2 separate regions of the Sus scrofa genome follow, and region 2 is linked to region 1. Evidence: chromatin contacts called from public HiChIP or PLAC-seq data. All regions are on one chromosome and are shown on one strand. Each heading gives the region's core, a stretch centred on a gene start, on an enhancer-like site or on the middle of the called end of the contact. The rest is flanking DNA. Distances are from core to core; before and after follow the strand shown.

Region 1 (4,670 bases), core at 437-2,936:
CTGTCAATATTATCATTACTCTTACGCAACACACCCAGCATAACACCTGGCACAGAGGAACGCTAAAGACACACTAACTCCCTGCTCACCAACACCTTTAGTAGCTGCTGCTCCTCTGAAACTCCTTTCTCTCTCATGGTCCTCCTTGACCAAGCTTCTGTCCAGCTAATGGGTGCCTGGAGTTGCCCAGCAATCGGGCATTTAAGGCTCTTGTTTCGTGGCCCAGGTAAGTCAGCAGGTGCATCCGGAAGAGACCAAAGGGCTGAGAAGGATCAACCACTTTCATTGCCTTTGTTCCATTGTTTGTTCAGAGCTCTAGCCTCAGGGACACCCCAGAAAGGGAAACCAGACTACGTCTCAGGAAGCAGGCAGGGGTGCTGCCTTCCTGGTAGGAGGTATCCCCAAAACAGATTGGACCCCTATATTTGTTGGCTCTTGGCACACGCCAAAGGAAGCGCTAGATGAGACTTGGTAGGGATGTTTTCCTAAGCCCACACACGAGGCAGGATGCGATGACTTCCAGTCCCAAGAATTCAGCTCTGCACGCAGCACTAGGCTTCCGCTTGTGGGCAAGGGCTTCTGGCACTGGGGCCTTCCAGGGAGGATCACTCCGGAGAGGCCTTGGCGAGGGAGGGGAAGCTGGGCCACTGGCGCCACTGACCACTCCACTGGTCCACACTGGCTGTGCTGGGGCTGCACGGAAAATCCCCTCTCATCAATCAGCAGAGTCAACCATCTATGAGGCCCTTAGCTGGCACAAGGCACCCTAGAAGGCACATGGAACCCAAGGCCTAACCAGGCCCTCAAGGAGGTCAGGAATTTGCTGGAAGGAACCGAAGTATTTAAAAAGTAAACTAATAATAGCAGGATATCTGAAGTCATCTGCTTGTCCTTGTACATATCAGTGACCTGTAAGACTCTTTAAATTCCTGAGATTCTAGGTAGAGCAAATCCCACTAGCAGAGGCGTAATAACAATAGCAGTATCTGCTGCATGCTAGGCACTCTTCTAAAGGCTTTTATATATTATTTCTTTCCATTTCCACAATGACTGTTTGTAATCAGCATAGTTGTCCTTATTGTTTTTCTCTCTCCTCTTTGTCCCTCCTGCTTTTGGTGGAAAGCAAATAGTATTCATGGTGGAGAATGATCGTAGGCTGGGAATTTACCTTTGAGTCATTGTATTTCATGGCGCAGAAGAGCTGGAAGGGGTTTTAGAAATGGTCTCACCCAATTCCTTGTCTGGCAGATGAGGAAATGACCCAGAGGCTTAGCACATCTTCTAAGGGCTTGGTGGTAAAACCTCAGCTGGAATCCAGGTCTCCGGACTTCCTGTTCAGGGCATTTTTTACACCGTCATGCCAGGCCATTCCATTTGCCCCACTGATACCCAAAGAAGTTTGGACTCATTTAGCATGGGAGCGACAGCTCTAAGCATAGGACAGGCTGTTAGGCTCAGGAGGGTCAGTCAGTCTTCTCCGGCTCTACTGAGAAGCAAACATAGAAATGTGAGCTTAACTTACTGTAGATCTGATAGGGGGAGTTAAGACATCTTGCAATCTTTCTGGAAATCTCCTATCTGGAAAGCTTATAATGTGATTCCACAGGAAGGCGGAGCCGTGGTCCTTCCTCTTCTTCAGCAGCTGGGTCATAAATGCTGCTCGGAATATTTTCACTCTTCCTCCTACCATCTATCTTTCTGGAAAGGAGAGTAGTGACAGCCATGCAGTCAGCAGACTATAAATATTGCACTTAACCCTCTGTGAAACTAGTTTTGAGAAGCTTTACAGATAACATGGCTTCGTCAGCTTCCCTGGAGAGTTCTTGGCGTTAGTGCCGTCATCTTAGTCCAGGCTTTTGGTTGCGCACACCAGAAACCCCACTTGAAAGAGTTTAGGCAAAATGCATGGAATTCAAGGAAAGGTCGAGTATCCAGATGAAGCAAAGCTCAGAGATGCAAGAAGCCAGGCTCAGGAACCACAGAACCCAGAGACTTCGGGACAAGCCTTTTTCTCGGCCTCTTGTCTCGGATTCTCACTCAAGGTGGCTTCCCTCCCCTCTCCATGGCCATACGTCCATCTGACAGTCTCCTTCACCAGAGATGACTTTTCCTGATGATCTCTCCCATGGGAGGGCTGGTGTGCGTGAACAATGACGACCAGGGTGGTTCTAAGAACGTGACAATTCCAATATGATCACATTGTTTGTCTGGGAGGAAAGCAGGTCCCAGAAGACTGGGAGGTATTTTATGAGACAAGGATATCCTCTACCCCCTCCTTAGAGATAATGAGTCTGAGAAGAAAACGAGATGCGGAGGGAAAACCCCTGAGATGTCCAAATACAAACCTGGGGAGCGGGATGTGCCCGGGAAGGATATCCTTTTTCCACAGTGACTGCCCATCCAGTGGGAAAAGCCCTGTAGGGCATCTTCTTTGCCTGGGCCCCCAAAGAGGCACACCTGGGTGTGTTAGGACTCGAGACGGGTTTTGAGAGCCGTCAGCTCCCCCCACCCCCACTTCCAAACCCGCTCTTCAGAGAACGAAACTAACAATCCTGTAATTTTATCTGTATTTATAAATCCCTGATCCTTTATGCAGTCTTTTTTCCACTCTGCGCTGAGTCTGAATGTTGCTATTTTCACAGAGGAAATCAGAGGAAAGCGGCTATAATTATAGGTCAAACACCAGCTCCGGAAGCAGCGAAGGCAGCAGGGAGCCGAGGGCCCTGGGCCCTCTTCCGGGTTGCACGCTGGCCCTCTCCCCCTCTTTCCTTGGGCCTAGGTCAGCTCTTCATATCCTTATCTCATATCTTTTCTCCCTTTTGTTTGCCAGCCCAGCATCTCACGAAACAAAAAGGGAAAGTTAGAGCTACGCGCCAACCACTTAAAACTGTGTGATGCCTGGGCAGGCCTGTCCCTTGGAGATAATTCAAATGGAAAAGAAAAGAGAAAAAACAAACCAGCATTTCAGGTCATTGGCCTTTTTAAACAGACCGCCGGCAATATTTACTCCTCCTGAAATAACAGAGTCACATGAAATAAAACTGTGTTCGGTAAAGCCTGCAAAACAAAAGGACAATTTACAGGCTGGCACACTCACTGAGGGCCCTCTGTCTGCTGGCCGGATCGGGGCCTCTGCTTCCTGGTCTCCTGGCTGCTTTCTGCCCAAGGCCTGCGGGAGATCTGCGGGGGTCAAGGTCAGACGGCCCCGGAGACCCTGCTGGACTTGTTTCCCCCTCAGAGAATTTGGGAAGATGGCCAGAGGATTGAGAGCAGGGCTGCTTGTGGCAAAGGTGGCCTGCACCACAGAACCGTAGCTGGGAAGCCCAGGATGTGGACATTCCAGGAGCAGCTGCCAAGGGCACCCATCACCCTCCCACCCAGTCAGCTCTGTTTCCTCTCTGTTGTCCTTTACCCCTGCTTCTTTATCTGTCACCTGTCACCTGCCCTCGCTCATCCACTGGGCTCCGTTTTCCCCTCACTCTTGCTTAGAGACCCTGCTTTCTTTCTCTCCCTACCTCTTCGTTCTTCTGGGGCCCCTTGTGGAGCTTTATCATCAGTCCTGCTGTGGCCTGGGAGGGCCAAACAGAATTCTAGTTATCGGGTTAATGAATGTGTGGTCACGGGCTGGGCCTGGGGTCATGATGAGACTCAGACCCCACCAAGGGCTCCAGGGAACCTCAGCCCCATTCTTTGAAACTTTTCCCCTTCATTGCCCAAGATTCCTTTTTTTAAAAAGCCAAAAGTTTTTTTTTTTTTTTAAATCATTATATTTGTGAGCATGTTATATTTCTCAGTGCCTTTCATATCCATTGATTTAATCTTTTTTTCTGGTGTCGTCTTTTTAGGGCCACACCCGCAGCATATGGAGGTTCCCAGGCTAGGGGTCCAATTGGAGCTGTAGCCTCCAGCCTACACCACAGCCACAGCAACGCCAGATCCTTAACCCATTGAGTAAGGCCAGGGGTCAAACCTGCGTCCTGTGGATGCTAGTCAGATTCATTTCCGCTGAGCCACGATGGGAACTCCTGATTTAATCTTTGTACCTTGGGACGTGGGAAAGCAGTTGAAGAAATGGAAGAAGAAAGATGTTTGGCAACATGTGCAAGGCAGGCAGACACCTCGGTTCCCTGCTCCCTGGGCTTCTATGCTCCAAAAACGAGAAAATGAGACCCACAGCAGACGCCAGAGAGGGGCTCTTCCAGAATTCAGGGTGAGACATACAGCATTAGCACGAATCTCTGGCTTATCAAAGTCGGACACTTTGTTCAGCATGGACTTGGTCGCCTGGAACTTCCTGCCATCGATTTCCCTGTGGGTCTAAGTGTCCTTCCTTGCCATCAACAGCCCAGCAGAAACTGCTCTCATTTTCTTTTGCACGCACCCAAGTACGGACAGGAAGTGGGAAAGAGGCAGCCAGAGGTGTGCATCACATTCTCCATTTTTTGCAAGTGTTTCGTGGTTGTAAAGACAATTACGTTCAGGACTCCAATGAAGTCTGTCTATCAACCGCTTGATCAACTGACCTGCCATCTCTTTGTCAACAGATGCTGGGTCTCAGCACCATACTAGGTTCTGCTGTGTCTGTGGGAAAAGCAGACCTCCAGAAAGGGAGGGTAGCAGAACCTATGTGCTTTCCCTTCCAACAGCCAGCACCTGCATCTCTATCTCAA
Region 2 (4,860 bases), core at 1,358-3,857, 67 kb before region 1:
GGCACCACCCTTAGGAAATTACAGTCTAGGGCCAGAATCAGGCACTAACTACCTCTTATACAAGGTAGGATATTAGGACAAAGGGCAACTAAGCTAAAAGTTCTTAATAAAAATAAAAAAGCCTCTTGAACCTTCCCAGTAACCCTATGTGGTAGATGTTATTTCCTCCATTTTCTAGATGAGAAATGTGAGGCTCAGAGAGGGTAGGTAACTTGCCCAAGGTCACACAGCTAGTTAGAGGTAGAGCCAGGATACAAACTCAGATTTCTCTTACTTTTTAGAGCCGACACTTCTAAACTCTGTTCCATAAAAGCAGAGGCTGTTTTTCTCTATTGCCAAGCATGATGCCAGGCCTATAGTGGCATTCAGTAAATGCTGGTTAAATGAATGACTCTTTTGAAGTAAATTTAATTCTTATGTTCCTACGCTCTGCACACTTTCTATTATAGCTCTCCTTGGTAGAAAAAGCACATTTAAGTCATTCTAAATAGGACTTAGAATAGTTATGTGTTTCTGACCTTGTTTCCTTCCAAGCTATGGATTCCCAGGAGACAGGAACTATATCCTACCAACCTTTTCACCTAGGACACAGTAGGTCCTCAATTACCAGGAGCATGAACAAGCGAAGGCTAACCTGGCAGTGTTGTAATTGATGGGCTGGAGAGGGGATTAGGGGGATTTGGGCTTAAATGGCGGGGGCCTCCTTTTCTTCCCAGTATTAGTATAATGCCTGGCACATTAACAGTGCTCACAGGAGTTCCCGTCGCAGCTCAGCAGTTAACAAACCCGACTAGTATCCGTGAGGATGCGGGTTTGATCCCTGGCCTTGCTCAGTGGGTTAAGGATCCAGCGCTGCCAGCTCCGATTCGACCCCTAGCATGGGAACCTCCATATGCCGTAAGTGCAGCCCTAAAAAGACAAAAACAAACAAAATCAGTGCTTATAAACATCAGCTGAATAGATAACAAATGAGTGAATTCTGCATTTACTCTAGTTCTAGTTATAACAGGAGAATCCTGTCTACTCTGGATAGTTCTAGAGCCAGCAGAGATATTGTATTACATTCTGGGGGACCCTCCCAGGACAAGGAATTTCACACAGTGTCTACAAAATCCCTCTGCCTCCAAAGAAACTACCGTTCAGTTCCAAGTAACACCACAATAAACACAACCACAAAGGAATGGAAACAAACCACCAAAACACTGTGAGTGGGAGGCCCAACTCCTCTCAACCAGTGGAGAGCATTTCAAAACAAACACAAAGGGATTGCACCTGCTCCAGATCCTGCCAAAAGAATAGAAAGCAAACCCAAGAAAATCAGACTGGCACCAAATGAGAATCCAATGGGGGCAAACAGGAGGTTTCCTGGAGATTCCAGGGATTAGTGTAGGAGGTAGGAGTGGACCTAATTCTGCTATTTTCAAGAGGTATGATTGTGTGGTCTAAAGGGTCATACAATTCAGGCTCATCATATAATTCTAACCAGAGATAGTAAGAAAAATAACTGACTTTTACTGAGTGATTATTGAGTACCAGGTACTGTGCTAGGTATTCTTTATCATTAGCTCACAGCAGCCCTGAGACCTGCTAAAGCTGGGCAGGGAGGTAATCACGTCATGGGGAGGTGAGAGAAATGATAAGGCTCACAGAGTACCACAGCTGAGGACAGGAAGTTCAGATGTCAACAGACAAGGGACTCAGCACAGGTGTCTGCCTGACCGCCAGTCCTTTAAGCTGATGATTCCCAAACACACACCAGAGTCATCTGGGAAAGTTTCCAAAAGATAGCTTTCTGGGTCCTGCTCAGACTGCCTGAGTCAGAATTCCTAAGAGCAGAGGCCAGAAAGCTGTGTTTTAACCTGTATTTAAAAATCTGTGTTTTTAAAATTTACCCTGAACGCACATTCATGTGTGTCTATTCCATACACATGGGCCCGTAGTGGAAGTGTAAATGCTACAATAAGCCAGGACTCTGCTTTGGCTTGTGCCCAAACTGCTTCCATTTAATCTCAGGTCTACCTGGTCACTAATTCATGGCTGTGAAACCCAAGCAGTTTGGGGCCTGTGGAGATGGTGTCTCTCTAGACAACACTCAGTCTTTGAATCTGAATCAATCCCCAACTCCCTCAGATTAACTTATCTCCTTTGAGGTTTTGGGCTACCTCCGGTGGTTCTGTCCTCCCACCCCAGCTTCCTGCTTCCATCCAAAGCAGTGCTGAGCCCCATTAGTGATGATGGGGGAGAGGACACTTTGGACTCAGGGTAGCGGCAATCAGAGCATCATACTGTAAGATGAGGTTACTGCAAGACCTCGCCCATCCAAAGGCTTGATATTTGCTTCCTGTTAAGAGAGAAATGAATCCCATAGCAGCCTTGAGCCCACAGATGAGAAGGTGCAAGGGAGGAGAGGAGAGGTCTGAGCATGAAGATAGAGCTAGGACCATCTCAACAAGGCTCTCAGCTTCTAAATCCTATTCATAAGCCTTCCTTCTCCTGCATCAGTAGTAACCTCCATTGGTCTCTCTCTCTCTCTCTTTACCACAGGCAAACACCTCTGCTCAATCTTGGCAACCATCCACAACCCACAGACAAAAATAGCCCAGCTGGCCTCTGGAAGCACTTGGCTTTCACTGATGAGAAACACACGCCCATTTGGTTTACTTTCCCTTCAGAAGTCCAGGAAGTCTCTTGACAGAAGATACTGGGAAGGTTTAGTGAAGGCCAAGGGTTTAAGTTTTGAAAACTAAACCATTTGACAGGTCCTGTGAAGGTGATGAAAGCCAAGAAACTTATGGTCGATTTGAAACTCTTGCACTTTCTGTCTCCTTCGCTACATATGGTGAGACATTCACCATGGTGACTTAGATGCAGAAAAAATTCAACTACAGCAAGGCAGGTTTGTGCCCCATGGAAGAAAGATCTTTCTTGTAGAACCATCCATGAATTGAAGAATTGGTCCTGGAAGGTGTGAAATCATTCCCATGGGATGTGACGCTGACTCATCTGTCAGCCATACCACGGATGTGAGGTTGGAGCCAGATGACCCTTGAGATAGCTTCTAATCCCTAATTCTATGACTCTATGGTCATTGTCACCATAAACTTTGAAGACCTGTGGTGGAGTACAGGAGCTTGTGATAGAGCACAGGGAACAAATGAGGTCAGAAAAGGCATATTTAAGAGTTAGAACTAGTCATGTTCTGAGGGATAGTCCTGCAAAGCTCTGAGGCTATGGTAATTATATAATCCTAGGAATATATATATATATAGAGAGTATATATTACATATATAATACTTATATAATTGTAGGAGAATGTGCAAAATCCTAGGAATATTCCTGGTCATTTCAATCATTGAGAATCTAGTCAGCCTCACCTCTGAGCAGTGTCTGCTAATCAGCTCTCTGTCTTTAAAATGGTCCAAATCAGTGTTGGATATGTTCTTTTCTCTGTCTGAAACACTGTATTATCTGCATGTCGTGTTACCTCGTCTCCTTCAAGTGTTTGCTCAATTGTCACCTTATAGTGAAGCCTTCCTAGAGCATTCTACTATTTATCCAACCTGCCTTTTAATTGTTATTTAGACCATTTATATTTAGTATAATTATCGACAGAGCTGACTTCTAAGTCAACTCTCTTGCTATTCACTTTCAGTTTATCCCATTTATTCTCTGTTCCTTTTTTAAAGCTGTATTCCTGCTTGCTTTTGTATAAAGCAAAAAAAAATTTTTTTTCAGTGTTCTATCTTCTCTGTTGACATTTTAGCTCTTTATCATGGGAATTTTGTTTATTTTAGTCATTACTCTAGAAATTATAATTTTCATTTTAAGTTATCACAGGTATATCTTGAAATAATATTAAACTATTATATCACTTATGTATAGGTAAGAAACATACAATAATATACTATATTTACCCTCTTTCTGACTCTTTCACTATTTTATATACTTAATTATTTCCATATATTTTATAAGCCCCACAAATTGTTAGTTTTTTATTTTAACTATTATTTTGACTCATGAATTCCTATTTTATTCAGTGATTATAATTGATTACTACTGTTTCTTTTTTTTGACCTTCAGATTGTCAAAACAGGAATCCCATTGTGGCTCAGTGGTAACAAGCCTGACTAGTATCTATGGGGACATGGGTTTGATCCCTGGCCCCGCTCAGTAGGTTAAAGGATCTGGCATTGCCGAGAGAGCTGTGGTATAGGTTGCAGATGCAGTTCAGATCCCACATTGGTGTGGCTGAGGCATAGGCTGGCAGCCATAGCTCTGATTCGACCCCTAGCCTAGGAACTCCCATATGCCATGGGTGCAGCCCTAAAAAGCAAAAAAAAAAAAAAAAAAAAATATCCACACATACAACCAGTAGGAATCCCTTCCAGTTATCTCCTGGGTCTTCTTGGTATGTCCCATAATTCTTGGAGCACTTTGTTACTTTTGGCAATGGGCTCTAGATTCATACTTCCCTGCCCTGACCCTCAAATTAGCCATTTTTCCAAGGAAGCTTGCTTCCACTATGCTCATTGCTCCTGGGGTATCATTTATTACTTCTAGGCCCCTGTCTTCTCAGTGTCCAGAGCCAGGAAATTATACACATATACATATATAAACATTTATACACACACATGCACATCTATATCTATTTCCATGTTTCCATGCACATCTATCTGTCAAAAACCATGAGTTCCCACCAGTATTTCCAGTTGCAACCCTATATCACAGGGTTTATTTTTGCCTTCCCCTTTTCATATCTGCAACTCCCTTTAGTAACAATGAGTGGCTCTCGTTATCCTCAATGTATTACATATTTGCTCAATCCCCTTATATGTAACAATTGTCCTGGCTGCTCTGGGC

Evidence for each region. HiChIP or PLAC-seq counts read pairs in DNA pulled down with a chosen protein or histone mark.
Region 2: an H3K27ac HiChIP or PLAC-seq map of skeletal muscle shows a contact between it and region 1. The contact joins two enhancer-like sites. A contact is called at or near these places in 5 of 47 Hi-C or Micro-C datasets (heart right ventricle, liver, retroperitoneal adipose tissue and 1 more) and 1 of 2 datasets of contacts at active chromatin or transcription factors (skeletal muscle).

What each region holds. Positions count from the first base shown.
Region 1 is chr9:131,113,262-131,117,931 of Sscrofa11.1, reverse strand. All of the region lies in intron 1 of LOC106505045 (a long non-coding RNA gene), which reads right to left. Among named protein-coding and RNA genes, the nearest start is that of PPP2R5A, 40 kb to the right of the region's middle. Within about 2 kb of position 1,686, at least 15 of the 83 cell types and tissues checked have an H3K27ac peak or open chromatin away from gene starts, as enhancers often do. A contact at or near this core is called in skeletal muscle, where this site is marked.
Region 2 is chr9:131,181,303-131,186,162 of Sscrofa11.1, reverse strand. LOC102165110 (a long non-coding RNA gene) reads left to right here. Exons shown (of 5, transcript XR_305729.3): 5 at 2,545-3,764. Among named protein-coding and RNA genes, the nearest start is that of DTL, 92 kb to the left of the region's middle. Within about 2 kb of position 2,607, at least 16 of the 83 cell types and tissues checked have an H3K27ac peak or open chromatin away from gene starts, as enhancers often do. A contact at or near this core is called in skeletal muscle, where this site is marked.